3 separate regions of the Gossypium hirsutum genome follow, and all the other regions are linked to region 2. Evidence: chromatin contacts called from public Hi-C data. All regions are on one chromosome and are shown on one strand. The core of a region is the stretch at or near the end of the contact, and the rest is flanking DNA. Distances in the headings are between cores, read along the strand shown.

What was found. Hi-C and Micro-C count contacts between places; a contact is called where the count stands out from the background.
Region 1: a contact with region 2 is called in a Hi-C map of leaf, with 2.3 times the contacts expected there. The contact joins the promoter of LOC107929394 here to the enhancer-like site in region 2. A contact is called at or near these places in 5 of 34 Hi-C or Micro-C datasets (leaf and petal).
Region 3: a Hi-C map of leaf shows a contact between it and region 2, with 2.3 times the contacts expected there. The contact joins the promoter of LOC107929369 here to the enhancer-like site in region 2. A contact is called at or near these places in 6 of 34 Hi-C or Micro-C datasets (leaf, petal and seedling).

What each region holds. Positions count from the first base shown.
Region 1 is chrD08:58,705,128-58,709,205 of Gossypium_hirsutum_v2.1, reverse strand. It overlaps LOC107929394 (NADH dehydrogenase [ubiquinone] 1 beta subcomplex subunit 8, mitochondrial), which reads left to right and starts at 2,532. Exons shown (of 6, transcript XR_001692808.2): 1 at 2,532-2,789; 2 at 2,891-2,977; 3 at 3,103-3,198.
Region 2 is chrD08:58,576,700-58,580,647 of Gossypium_hirsutum_v2.1, reverse strand. No RefSeq gene overlaps it. Among protein-coding and RNA genes, the nearest start is that of LOC107929368, 22 kb to the left of the region's middle. Within about 2 kb of position 1,452, at least 1 of the 9 cell types and tissues checked has an H3K27ac peak or open chromatin away from gene starts, as enhancers often do. A contact at or near this core is called in leaf, where this site is marked.
Region 3 is chrD08:58,656,540-58,660,509 of Gossypium_hirsutum_v2.1, reverse strand. It overlaps LOC107929369 (14 kDa proline-rich protein DC2.15), which reads right to left and starts at 2,482. Exons shown (of 1, transcript XM_016860769.2): 1 at 1,796-2,482. The coding sequence starts at 2,397. The coding sequence ends at 1,993.

The DNA of each region.
Region 1 (4,078 bases), core at 1,283-3,782, 130 kb before region 2:
TAAATAAAGGAAAATTCGGCCAAGCATATATATGGGCTGTTTTTGGGCCGAATTTTACATGTATGTTCCTAAAGCTTAAAAAATTAAATTAAACAATTAAAATGTTTATAAATTGGGCCCTTTGACATTTTGGCCTGATTTTCAACTAAGTATGAAGGAATTTCTTGATTGGGCTGGAATTTGGTTATTGGGCCTTGCCTTCAAGAATTTGGGCTCGTGATCCATCTCCTACCGAAATTGAGTCGTTGATGCTCGTAACGGAGATCCAATGCGCTTTGGCTGCAAGATTCGGTTTCTTGAACCAAGATTTCTAATATTTGAAATCTTGATTTTCTTGATTCTTGAAATCGCTCCAAACAGCAAAATTGGGCCAAGATTCAGTTTCTTGACTTTCTTGAAAACAAGAAAGTGAATCTTGATTTTCTTGATTTGAGCCCATCACCTTCTTGAGCTTGGGTTGGGCCTTTGTGACTCGTATCAGAAAGTTTCAATTTTCGTTTTATGTTCAATTCTTAATAAGAATCCATTTTCTTAGCATTTGAAGGTTCGAGAATAGTGGAGAATATCATTCAATTGAAAGCCAGAAAGATTTAAATGCTAGATCCAGGATTCAGTGAGACTCTTTAGCTGGAAAACACAAGAACTAAATTTGGTGGGATTTATTACTATAGATATCACAACCAAAGATCTAGTTTTATGAAAAAATTTCAAGTTTTGTTGCACAATAACCGATTTTTCCAACAGTGCAATGTGGTCCCTAGTTGGTTGTTTTTCCTAAAAGCATTTTTGGGTAATTTCTTATTAGATCACTAAAGTAGAGTAGCGAAGTTCTCTCAACCTCAGTGTCTCTTTAGGAATTATATCAACATAGTAGTCAACTAGAATTAATACATGAGCACAAATTACAGAATTAAATCGTTGTCTTATTCTTAAGCTAAGTTTTAATCCTATTTCAATTACTAAGCCACTAACCTAAGGATCTCTCATCCGCATAAATAATTTTGCTCATTTTAAATTTGAAAACAACATAAAAGGTATTAAAATGAGGTATGACAACTAAAGCATTACATAAAATTAATACAACTTAATAATAAAGAATCTCCAAAAGAGTTATTGCAATTTACAAGAAAATTAAAAGTTTAAAGTAAAAACAAATTATTACAAAACTAAAAACAAAAAAAAAAACTATTAAACCAAACTCTCCAAACTCTCTAACCTAAGAAAACGTAATCAAAAGTTTAAGGTAGCCTAAGGAATCCAACATGCTTCTACTATTTACAAGCCTTTTCTAAGGCAAAATCTCAAGCTAGAGCAGAAAAGACCAAAAGCCCAATTAATTTAATAAATCTCACAAATTTGAAACTTGAGTACTGACGGAAAGTAGAATATATTCATACTTTTTGTGTTTATGTAAAGTGAAATATTTGCAGGTAGATTCATACTTTTTGCATTTTCCTCTTTCCACCTCTTTCGAATATGTTTTTTCTCTCTTGGACTTTATCCAATACCTATAAGAAGTCCTTGAAAAGGCTTTTTAACTCAAGAACACAAAAAACATTAAGAATAACTTCAAACTAATTTTTTTCAATAACTAATGGTAAAATGGACCTATTTATACAAAACTAACTAAAAACCAATTAAGAACAATGCAAATGTGAGGGAATTAAGACGTAAAATATATAAGCATTTGCTCATCATACCCCTACACTCACATTTTTTCTTGTATCGATGGGACTCTATAGGTGGCTTGTATACTCCTTAACTCCTATTGGTTTTTGAGGGTCGAAACCTTTGAGTAAAATCGGGGGAAAGATTACGAAGGCCTTAAGGACCAGTGTGTCAAGTACCAAGGTGATCATAAAGGGAGCTTGAGTGGGGCATTCGAACTTTTTGGAGGAAAAGATCGTTGCTACTTGGGGCATCTTATGATGACGAGTCTATGAAATGCGAGGGGCAATCATGGATGTGCCACATGAACTCCTCAAACTCCTCTTAGGGAGCTATAACTATGAGGTTAATAAAAATAAAGAAACCATAAAAACTTTGAGGGATCGACGTGCTAGGCACCAATGGGTTATATAAGGACCCTAAAGAAGTTATGGACTCTTTAAACCGCTCAGGGTTGAAGGAATTTAAATACTCTTGTATGTGATTTCAAGATAAAAGGAAACTTTAGGTGATAATAGAACCTTGGGACGAAAAAAGCTTAATTTCAAAGTCAAGTTAAGTATTTATCTTAAACCAAATTTTTGAAAAAAAAATATTTAAAATTTTTAAAGCGTTAACGAATAGCGATTAAACCTTTTGTTGACTAAGGTTCAAACTCTATTGCTGTATTTCCTCCCTCAATTTGTAATATGTACTTAAACAATTATAAATACAAATAGGCTCACAGCTCCAAATATGTAGAATATATTCGGATTTGAATCAAAATAAATTTGGACTAACTAGAATATATTTAGAAACAGTTTAGGTAAGGTGAAAATCAAACCTATTAAAATATCACAAGTTTAACACTAAAAAGTTTCCATAGGTCCATATAGATGGGCGCTTGAATATCGTGGGCAAATGGCCCATTGGAATTAGTCATAGCAAAATATTAATTCAGAAACCAGAGTTTGGTTCTGCAGAAAGTTCCGAGGAGAAAAGAAATGGCAGGAAGATTGAGCAACGTAGCGTCGCGTATAATGGGCGGAACTGGCGTCGTATCGCGCTCCGTCGCCTCTTCTTTTCGACTCCGTTCCGGTATGGGTCTCCCTGTCGGCAAACATATCGTTCCCGACAAGCCCGTAAGCTCAATCACTTCATAATTCTTCAGATCTATTCAGTGATAATCATTAAAAAGACTAACCCAAAACCTTACAATTTTACTCCTGCTGGACCCTTTCAGCTTCCTGTAAATGACGAGCTAATTTGGGACAATGGAACTGCATTTCCAGAACCTTGTATTGATCGAATCGCTGATACTGTCGGAAAGGTAAGTAAGTTCTCTATTTAAATGTTCACTTGTGTTTTATGGTTGTGGGATTTTGGATTATTTGAAGAAACTGACTCTTTTTTTTTCTCTGTTCTTGTTCCTATGTTTCATTTTTCTGGGAGTAGTACGAGGCATTAGCTTGGATGTGTGGAGGCTTGAGCTTCTTTGCATCGTTGGGTTTTTTGGCTTGGTGGAATGATAAGGCCTCCAAGATTCCATTCGTGAGTTCAAATCTCTGACTTTATTAGTTGAGTTTGCCTTAGTTCAATTCAATTTTCTTTATGCTGCATTTGGGAATATGAAATTGAAAATCTTGGATTTGGATTTCATTTGCTATATAAATTGTGAGAATGAATTGTATATATTTTGAATAAATTAGATGAGTTTCAATATAATGCGTTTTTGGAAAGTATAAAAATCATGAATTTGTCAAATTCATTGGGAATTTCAAATTCACTACTAGGCATCCAACAAATCCACGGATTTGAGAAATAATCATGAGTAATATATTTGTATGTGTATTATCACTCAATTTGCACTATTCTCGAAATTCAAATCCAAAGTTTGAAATCCAAGACCCCAAATGCTACCTTATAGTTTTTTTAACGTATTCATGTAATATTAATATTTGTAGCTTAGTGGTGTTTTGGATATGTTTAAAATTGGGAAGATAGGAATGTAGGATAGTGATCGAATCAAATGGTACCATAATGTCACTCATGTTTTATGCTGAGAAATTTTGAACTTCAAGCTCGAGTGAGTCATAATCCCAGAATAGGGGGATATGTGAGCTACCTGCTTTAAGATGGAAGATATTTCATCCTAGAGGACTCTAGTCTGTTTTCTTAACAATTATTATGGTTGAGAGGATGAATTTTGCAAAGGTTCACGATAGAAGGCCCTTGTCTTTGGTTTTCACCTGCTTTATTCTCTGATGAACTTAGAAATGTTTTCAGAAATGCATTTCCCCTGTTAGATGTGTTGAATTGTTGAGGAAAGCCCTTCTATTAGGGGCTAGTTTGGCCTTCTGCCTCATTGTTCTGCCTGCTGGAGTTTGAAATCCGTCTCATGCTCAGCTAGCAACTTTGACAATATATTTTG
Region 2 (3,948 bases), core at 203-2,702:
CTCCTTGTGAAAAGAAACAAATTCTTTTACTCATATATAAGAAATCTTAACAATCTCACCTGTGTTCCATGAAACACCTTAAAAAAGAAAAAGGTTCCGATTTTTCCAAATCCTCCAAATTAGTAAACCAAATAAACTTAAATAATTATCTAATATATTTAAATAATTAAAAGAAATAAAATATAAAATATGCCATCAAATAATTATCTAATATATTTTCTTTTGAGATGAACCCACACCAAATCTTTTTTTTTTCGACCCACCAAATTAATTGAAGAAAAAACCAAAAAAATTTAAATAATAATATAAATAAATAATATTATATAAAGATAATATTGAATTTTTAACTACTACTATTATTATAGTATAATTTCTCCAACTTCGCTTGGGCACATTTCTTTTATAGTTTTTTTCTTAAAATTTTATAAATAATATTGTGAACCAAAAGTAATTAACATCAATAATAAAATGTGAATAAATTTTATTTAAACATCTTTTTTTTCACTAGTAACGCATATACACATATATTTTATTATTTTAGGTAAATATTAGATAAAATTTAAATAAAATATCAAACTTTACTTTAAATAAATTTAAATAAAAAACTCTTTTTTTATATAAAAATATCAAACTTTTTTATTAAATCAAATGATTAATGATTGTAGTAGGCATAAATTATTTGAGATCAAATTATTATTATGGTCTCTCGACTATGTTTAAGTTTAGAAGTATCTATTATTTAGTTTAATATAATTTGGTTCATCTACATAATAACATTAGTTTGTTGAAATAGTTGATATCCTTAATTATTATAGTCAAAATGTTGAGCTTGGTTCTTTTTCTTAAAAATACTCTTTCCAACTTCATGCAAAAATTATGTGTGTGTATATATATAGTGGGTCGGAAAGGTGTTTTTAAGAGAAATTCAAGTAATCATTTTAATTTATATAGTTAAAATGTTAACTATTTTGGTTGACTAATGTCATTATAAAAATGGATCCCCAAATTATGTTAAATTAAAATATAAAAACCTAAATCTCAAATATGAGCATAGTGGAGAAACTGAAACTGCAATTCTACTATTATCTTATAATGACTCTGAAAAAAAATTATGATATTAGTTGATTCAAATAATTTGCATATTTAATATTTATGTGATGTTGTTTGAATCAATGAAAGAAAAATGTAGGGAATCAAAACAGAGTAAAGAGAACCAAATCAAAAGAGGCTCTAATTTCCCTATTAATTTTGCAGAAAGAACAAACATTATCATCAAAAGAAAGACGTCTCGTCGAGATTGAAAGGCAAATTTTACAAAATTTTCAATATTTTATATGGAAGCTTATTGTTTTATTATCATTAAATCAGTATTCTTTCAGGGCATTGTCACGCAATGCCCATTAATGGAAGATGAAGCCCAAACCCACCCCAGTTGTGCTAAATCACACCACCCTTAGTTGGACCACTTTTCACATAACTCTCATTTTCAGTTTCATAAACTCTGTCCAAACAACCAAACCAAATACCATTTTCTTATTTTTCACAATGAATCTCTCTTTCTCCCTTTAATACGCTTTCACTTCACTCCAGCGAAGCAAAAACTGGAGGTTTTGACATCTAAACAAATACTTGTACAAAGAAGCATGCATGTGGGTTATACAATTGCCACAAGAGATCCCCTTATAATACTCATCTTTTCCACTTAATCTACTTACCATTTCCTTTCTTATAATACCATTTCCTTCAAAACCACCTACATATGCTCGCAATGGACAAAAACCATAGGGCCACACTTTTTTTTCTTTCGATACCCTACGTAAATAATCATTAGTTAAGTCTAAAAATTCATTCAAAATTTAACAGGATTTGGATGGAAATATTAGGCACAAAAAATGAACTTGGACAATAAAAAATAGGTCGGACTCATTTTATAAATTTTTAATATTTTATATTTTGTTATTTATAACATATAAAATTTAAATCTATAATATTCTATACTAGTACCATAATGTAAACATTAAAAACATTCTTAAGATGTCTGTATATAAAATTTTAATAAATTAAAATTATTAAATTAAAAATAATATAAATATACATTTTTTAAAAAATTAAAAATAATATGGATCGACACAAAATGGTCTTGGGTTAGCAAGTTACAAATATAGGCAGGTTTTGGTAAAATTTTAGGCCCATATTTTGTGTTGGGTCGGGCTTGGGCAACCACAAAGCATGTTAATATAATGCTTAGGCCCGACTCGAACCTGACCCAATCTGGCCAATGAACAGCTCTACACTCAACTATAAAAAGTTTCATTTTAGGCACCCAAAATAAAAATTTTGCAATTTAAGCAAGCACTCACGTTAAATAGTTCGGTCATTTTGGTCACTCCTGTTAAAATCACAAGCGACAAGTTAACATGATAGTTAAAAAATCGATATAATAACAAATTTAACCCTCAATTTTTACATATTATATCGATTTAGTCATAATTTTAACATTTAACACTCAAAATTTACAAATATTCTCAATTTAATCCTAATTCTAAAAAATTCAAAGAATATATAAAAATACACAAATATTTTCAAAATATATAATAAAAACTTTAAATTTTATATTAATATTAAATAAAAATAATTATATTAATTTTAAATAATAATAATAACCCTCCCCCACCTCGTTCTAAAATAGGCCTAATTATCTCACATTAAATCAGACCAAGGTGGAGAGGGAAAGGGGTGGTGGTGGGGAAAGGGAGAGGAGATTGGGGAGGGAGGATTTTTTATTTAATATCAATATAATTATTTTATTATTGATATAAAAAAATTTTTTAAAATATTTATATGTTTTTTTATTTTTTAGAATTAGGATTAAATTGTGAACATTTGTAAATTTTGAGGGTTAATGTTTTAAAATTATGACTAAATTGATATAACATGTAAAAGTTGAAGGCTAAATTTGATATTATACCAATTTTTTAATTGCCACGTTAGCTTGTCATTTGTGATTTTAACGAGAGTGACCAAAATGACTAAACTACGTAACGTTGGTGCTTAAATTGCAAACTTTTTTTATTTTAAGTACCTGAAATGAAATTTTTAATAGTTGGATGACTATTTATTTAATTTACCTTTTTTTATTTAATAAAAAGTGATCTACTAATCAACCATTAGCTTACATGCCCCTCTCTCTCTCTCTTCTATTATATGACTGTTTTTAATGAGACATCAATGCTATTTTAGGGTTTTAAACAAATATATTGAGCCAATTGTACAATCCTCCCCATTGCAATGGCACTCGAAGAAAATGAAAGACTACACTAAGCTTTGTTTGGATAGCACAGAGTAATTGAAGAAAAGTGTAATCACTATTCACACTCCTTATAATTATAAAGAATTGTAATTTTTTCGACGTGTTTAGCTAACAAAGTGTAATTACATTCTAATTCTATATCATGTTTGGTAGTACAACTTGTAATTTCACTGTTACATAATTTATATTTTTAAAAATATTAATTGCCATAAAAAATTATTAATATTATAAAAATAATTTCTAAACAAATAACAAAAACTAAAATTAAATCATCATATATTATGCTCCTCTAAAAAGGTAGTTGATAATATGATTTCTAATAAAAGTAGTAAGAAAAATAAACATCATACGCAATTTTATCTAATTGTTCTAGTACATATTTTTTGGGTTATTCCCTTTTTAAATTTAACATATACTCCTTATCATTATACGTTGGTCCTTGATTGAGTTTATCATCATTTGAATTTGAATCTGCATAATTATAATCATCAATATCTCCTTCCATGTATTTTACGAAGTATGGATTATCTCAATTCCCCCTATGATTGAAGGAATGAAATATGCAACATGCTAGTACTATCCAACCTTGATTTTTATGCTATACTAAGCTGATGCTATTAATATGAGAAATGTTTGTT
Region 3 (3,970 bases), core at 1,233-3,732, 79 kb before region 2:
AAAAAATAAAAAAAATGAGAAAAGGAAAAGAAAAGAAAAGAAATTCATAATGCAAAATTAGTTTCATCCTATTCTCTTCTCTAAAATTGTTTTCTTTCTTCCTTATTCTTCCAACAAAAAGGCATTAAAACTTGATTATGTAGTATGAGAGGTGACAGATAATGGAATGTTTCAATTTCAGTTTCATCATCTTACCAAGGAGAACTATGAAAATTGATGTCTTTGTATGAAAGTTTTATTTGGCTCACAAGATATTTGGGAGGTTGTACAAAATGGTTATGATCTTTCACAAAATGAGTCATTATTATTTCAAAATAAAAAGGATAATTTGATGAAGATAAGAAAGAACAATTAACAAGCTTGACATTTATAAAAGTGACCAATGCCACTGCCAAAAAAAAAGAATAATAAAAAAAAGATTTTGCAAAGTTCTTTCTAAAGAGTTGACAAATTGAGGGAGGCAAGGCTCCAAACATTATGAAATGAATTTAAAGCTTTGTGAATGAAGGAATCCAAGATAATTTTAGATATTATTCATGGGGTTGGCTATTGTATTTGTGTGACTGAAAGTATGAACTTTCAATTATATATGTGTGAAACTTAGTATGATGTCCTCAACCTCCTAAAATTATATTTGTTCACGTACTTTAAATCACATTATCTTAAAATTCCATTATAGACTCCATAATGAAAATTATCATCCACAAAACTAGTAATTGATAAATTATATAATTTCATAAAGGGATAAATCTCAAAATTATACATGAATTTTGATTTAATGTAAAATTGTATACATGAACTTTAATTTGGTGCAATTATACACATGAAACTCTAATTGTGGTTCAAATGTATACTTGAAACTTTAATTTTGATTTAATCATACACATTTTAAAAAAATAAATACATCAATTTATTTTTATATTGGATAAATATAATTATTGATGTGTACAATATATAAACATAAAATAATGTTATATTAATAATTGTGTTAATAATTTAGAAGAATTGGATCAAATCAAAATTTCATGTATAAAATTGTACAAATCAAAATTTATGTATACAATTGCACATTAAAACCATAGTTCATGTATAGTTTTGGGATTTATCCCTTTCATAAATGATCTATAACCATGCTCAATTTCCATCAATGATATAATACCTTTAAGAGGATATATTGACTCTTTGTGAGAGTCATGATCTCTTATAAGCAATGTTACACCATGCACCAATTGTATACCCAACGTTAGAGGCGAAGTTAGGAATTTTATTTAGGGGACTAAAAGTATAAAATTTTGAACAAACCAGGGCTAAAATTTTGTGTTAAAAATTTTTAAATTGCATTATTAAATTTTTTTAGAGGGCAAAGAAATAAATTATCCATTCATTCAAAAGTTAAAAGCTTAAATGGAAAGATTTTACTTTTGAAAGGAAAATTTTTCGCATTTGACTAAGGATGGGCCAAGGCCCTTGCTTGCACCTCTAGTTTTACCACTACCCATCCAACGTACTTAATACTATACTAGTTTGAAACACTTTAACCTTTTGTACATCAAACTATACTATAGCTATATACTTGATTTGGACTAAAGTTAATACACAATGAACACTACAAATAAATTAAAATTTAATCAGAGGTCCAATTTAATGTATTATGAAGTTAATATATCTTTAATTTTATTTGGGAAATAAATTTGATTCAATCCAAAAAATCCCATCACTAATGATGCTTAATAAAATAAAATAATCCTAACATAACTTACATGTTTAGCGTAACTCATGGTTATGATCACAAACTGAATGATATTAGACTTTCATTTTGCCTTAAATTTACAAAAAAAAAAACATTTGTAAAGAAAAAAGGTAGTACACTTATTTTGTATCAACTAGGAAACAAACGCTACCGCAAGCAATTATCACTGGGAAGTGGAATTGGAAATAATTAGAACTTTCAAACCACAAAAAACACCAAGACGAGAGATTTTGACATCATGATTAGGGAAATTGGAAGTAAGATGGAACTTTCCTTGAGCAGATGTTGAGAAGCAAGTTGAGAGAAACCGGGACATTAAGGTTGATGCCTAAAATATTAGCTTTGATTGCTGTGCAAAGGCAAACAGCAGCTTCAAGATCAGTAAGACCTTGGAGAAGGGAGCAACATGGTTGGACTGGGGGTGTACCAATGGTGACATTAGCCAAACCAAGTATATTAGCACATACACCTAATTTAAGGGCATCAATGGGGCATTTACCTTTCGCACAAGGGGATGGGGAGGGAGTGGGCTTTGGGTTTCGTTTTGGGCTGGGGGAAGGGCAAGAACCACGAGCACTGACTAGAGAAAAGAAGAGAATGTTGAGTACAAGAAAGAGGGTAAGCGATGCTAACCTTTTCGAAGCCATCTCTCTCAAATCCTAGGAGCTTCGTGCCTAAAGTAGAAGTAGAGTAATATACTCTGAGAATGGAGAATTTGGAGTGAAGGGTGAGGTTTATAGTGTTTCAAGAGGGCGACTTGGTTGTTTTTAACGTCAGCTTAATTCATAAAATTGAATCATATATCGCTTTCATTCTGCGATTTGAGCTGGCTTAGGAGACGATGTTCGTGAAATATGGACGTTTGTGATTATGAGGTGAATATTAGCACATTGCCATGTTACCACTGCTCCTAGCATCAAATTATTCGTTTTGCAACAGCATTTCATATTAAGATGTTTGCATCCCAACCTTTAATTATGGAAGATAATGGGATCGTGAAATCACTTGATCTATGTATATTTTTCATCCGAGGAGCATTATCAGGCTAATTATTGGACAAAAAGGTACAGAATTTAATGTTCAAACAATGGGTTGCTTTAATTGTCTTCAACACATGGTAGTTAATACTTAATATTTAAGTATCTACATCGTTTACTTTTATTATCTCATCCGTTCCAAATTCGGATAATTACAACAACTAACTACTGAAGACAAAAACAGATTTAGGTTCAAAACAACATAATTACTTCCGTGTTGAAGGCTATCTTGTCAGACCTTCATGTTGATCTTCGGTTTCGTTTTGTTTTGTTTTGATTGTGCTATATCCCAATCCTGAATGCATCCTGCATCTTCATGGCATGTTAATCCAAAAGTCAACAAAGACATCATTCACATTTACCTCGAATTTCAAGATCCCAAAAGAACTTGCAGCTAGATACTGATCATTGTAATGAGCTAATGATCCCAATCCAACATAAGGGATGGTTTCTAGGTTTGCATGTTGTCAATGGAAGTTTTCTAGGCTGAAGAACAATGTTGGAATTGTAGGTAAACATGTTATCTCTTCCTTAAGATAAAAATATTATATTTGAAGAAATTGTATTATCAAGAATATTTCCTTCAGAACAATAACTCTAGTTAAGAATAATTGTTGTTTAAAATAATTGTTATTTGAAAATAATTATGTCCAAAATAACTTTGTTCATAATAAAGTTTAGCTAAAGTTCAAAACAACTCTGGTTAGAATAATAACGTTTTGGGAATAATTATGTTTAGAATAACCATTATTTAGAATAATTTGTATTTAGAACCATATGTTTTTTCAAAAAAGTCATATTTCAAAAAAAAATTTAGCAGCCTTGAGAAGCTTGTGAATCTCCTCTTTACAAATATATACTTGTAAAAAATTCATGTTACTTAAGAAAAAGAAAAAAATGAATATCTCACAGAAGTATGACGGATGAGTATTGGGTTCCACCATAGACTCCGTGCCCTCATCTGAAAAAGAATTCCATTTACAATAATATACATTGTCATGTCTTGACTGAAACCAGATTTTTCTTTCCACTACAGAAATTACTGAAACTTAATGAAGTCAATATTAATTTTATCTTCAACTTAAGCTAAGTGGATCCAGGTAAGGCAGGGTTTTTTTATCAAAAGAAAAACTAAAAACAGGTTCCCACGTGGCAGAGGTGGACAATATATATTGTCACCATA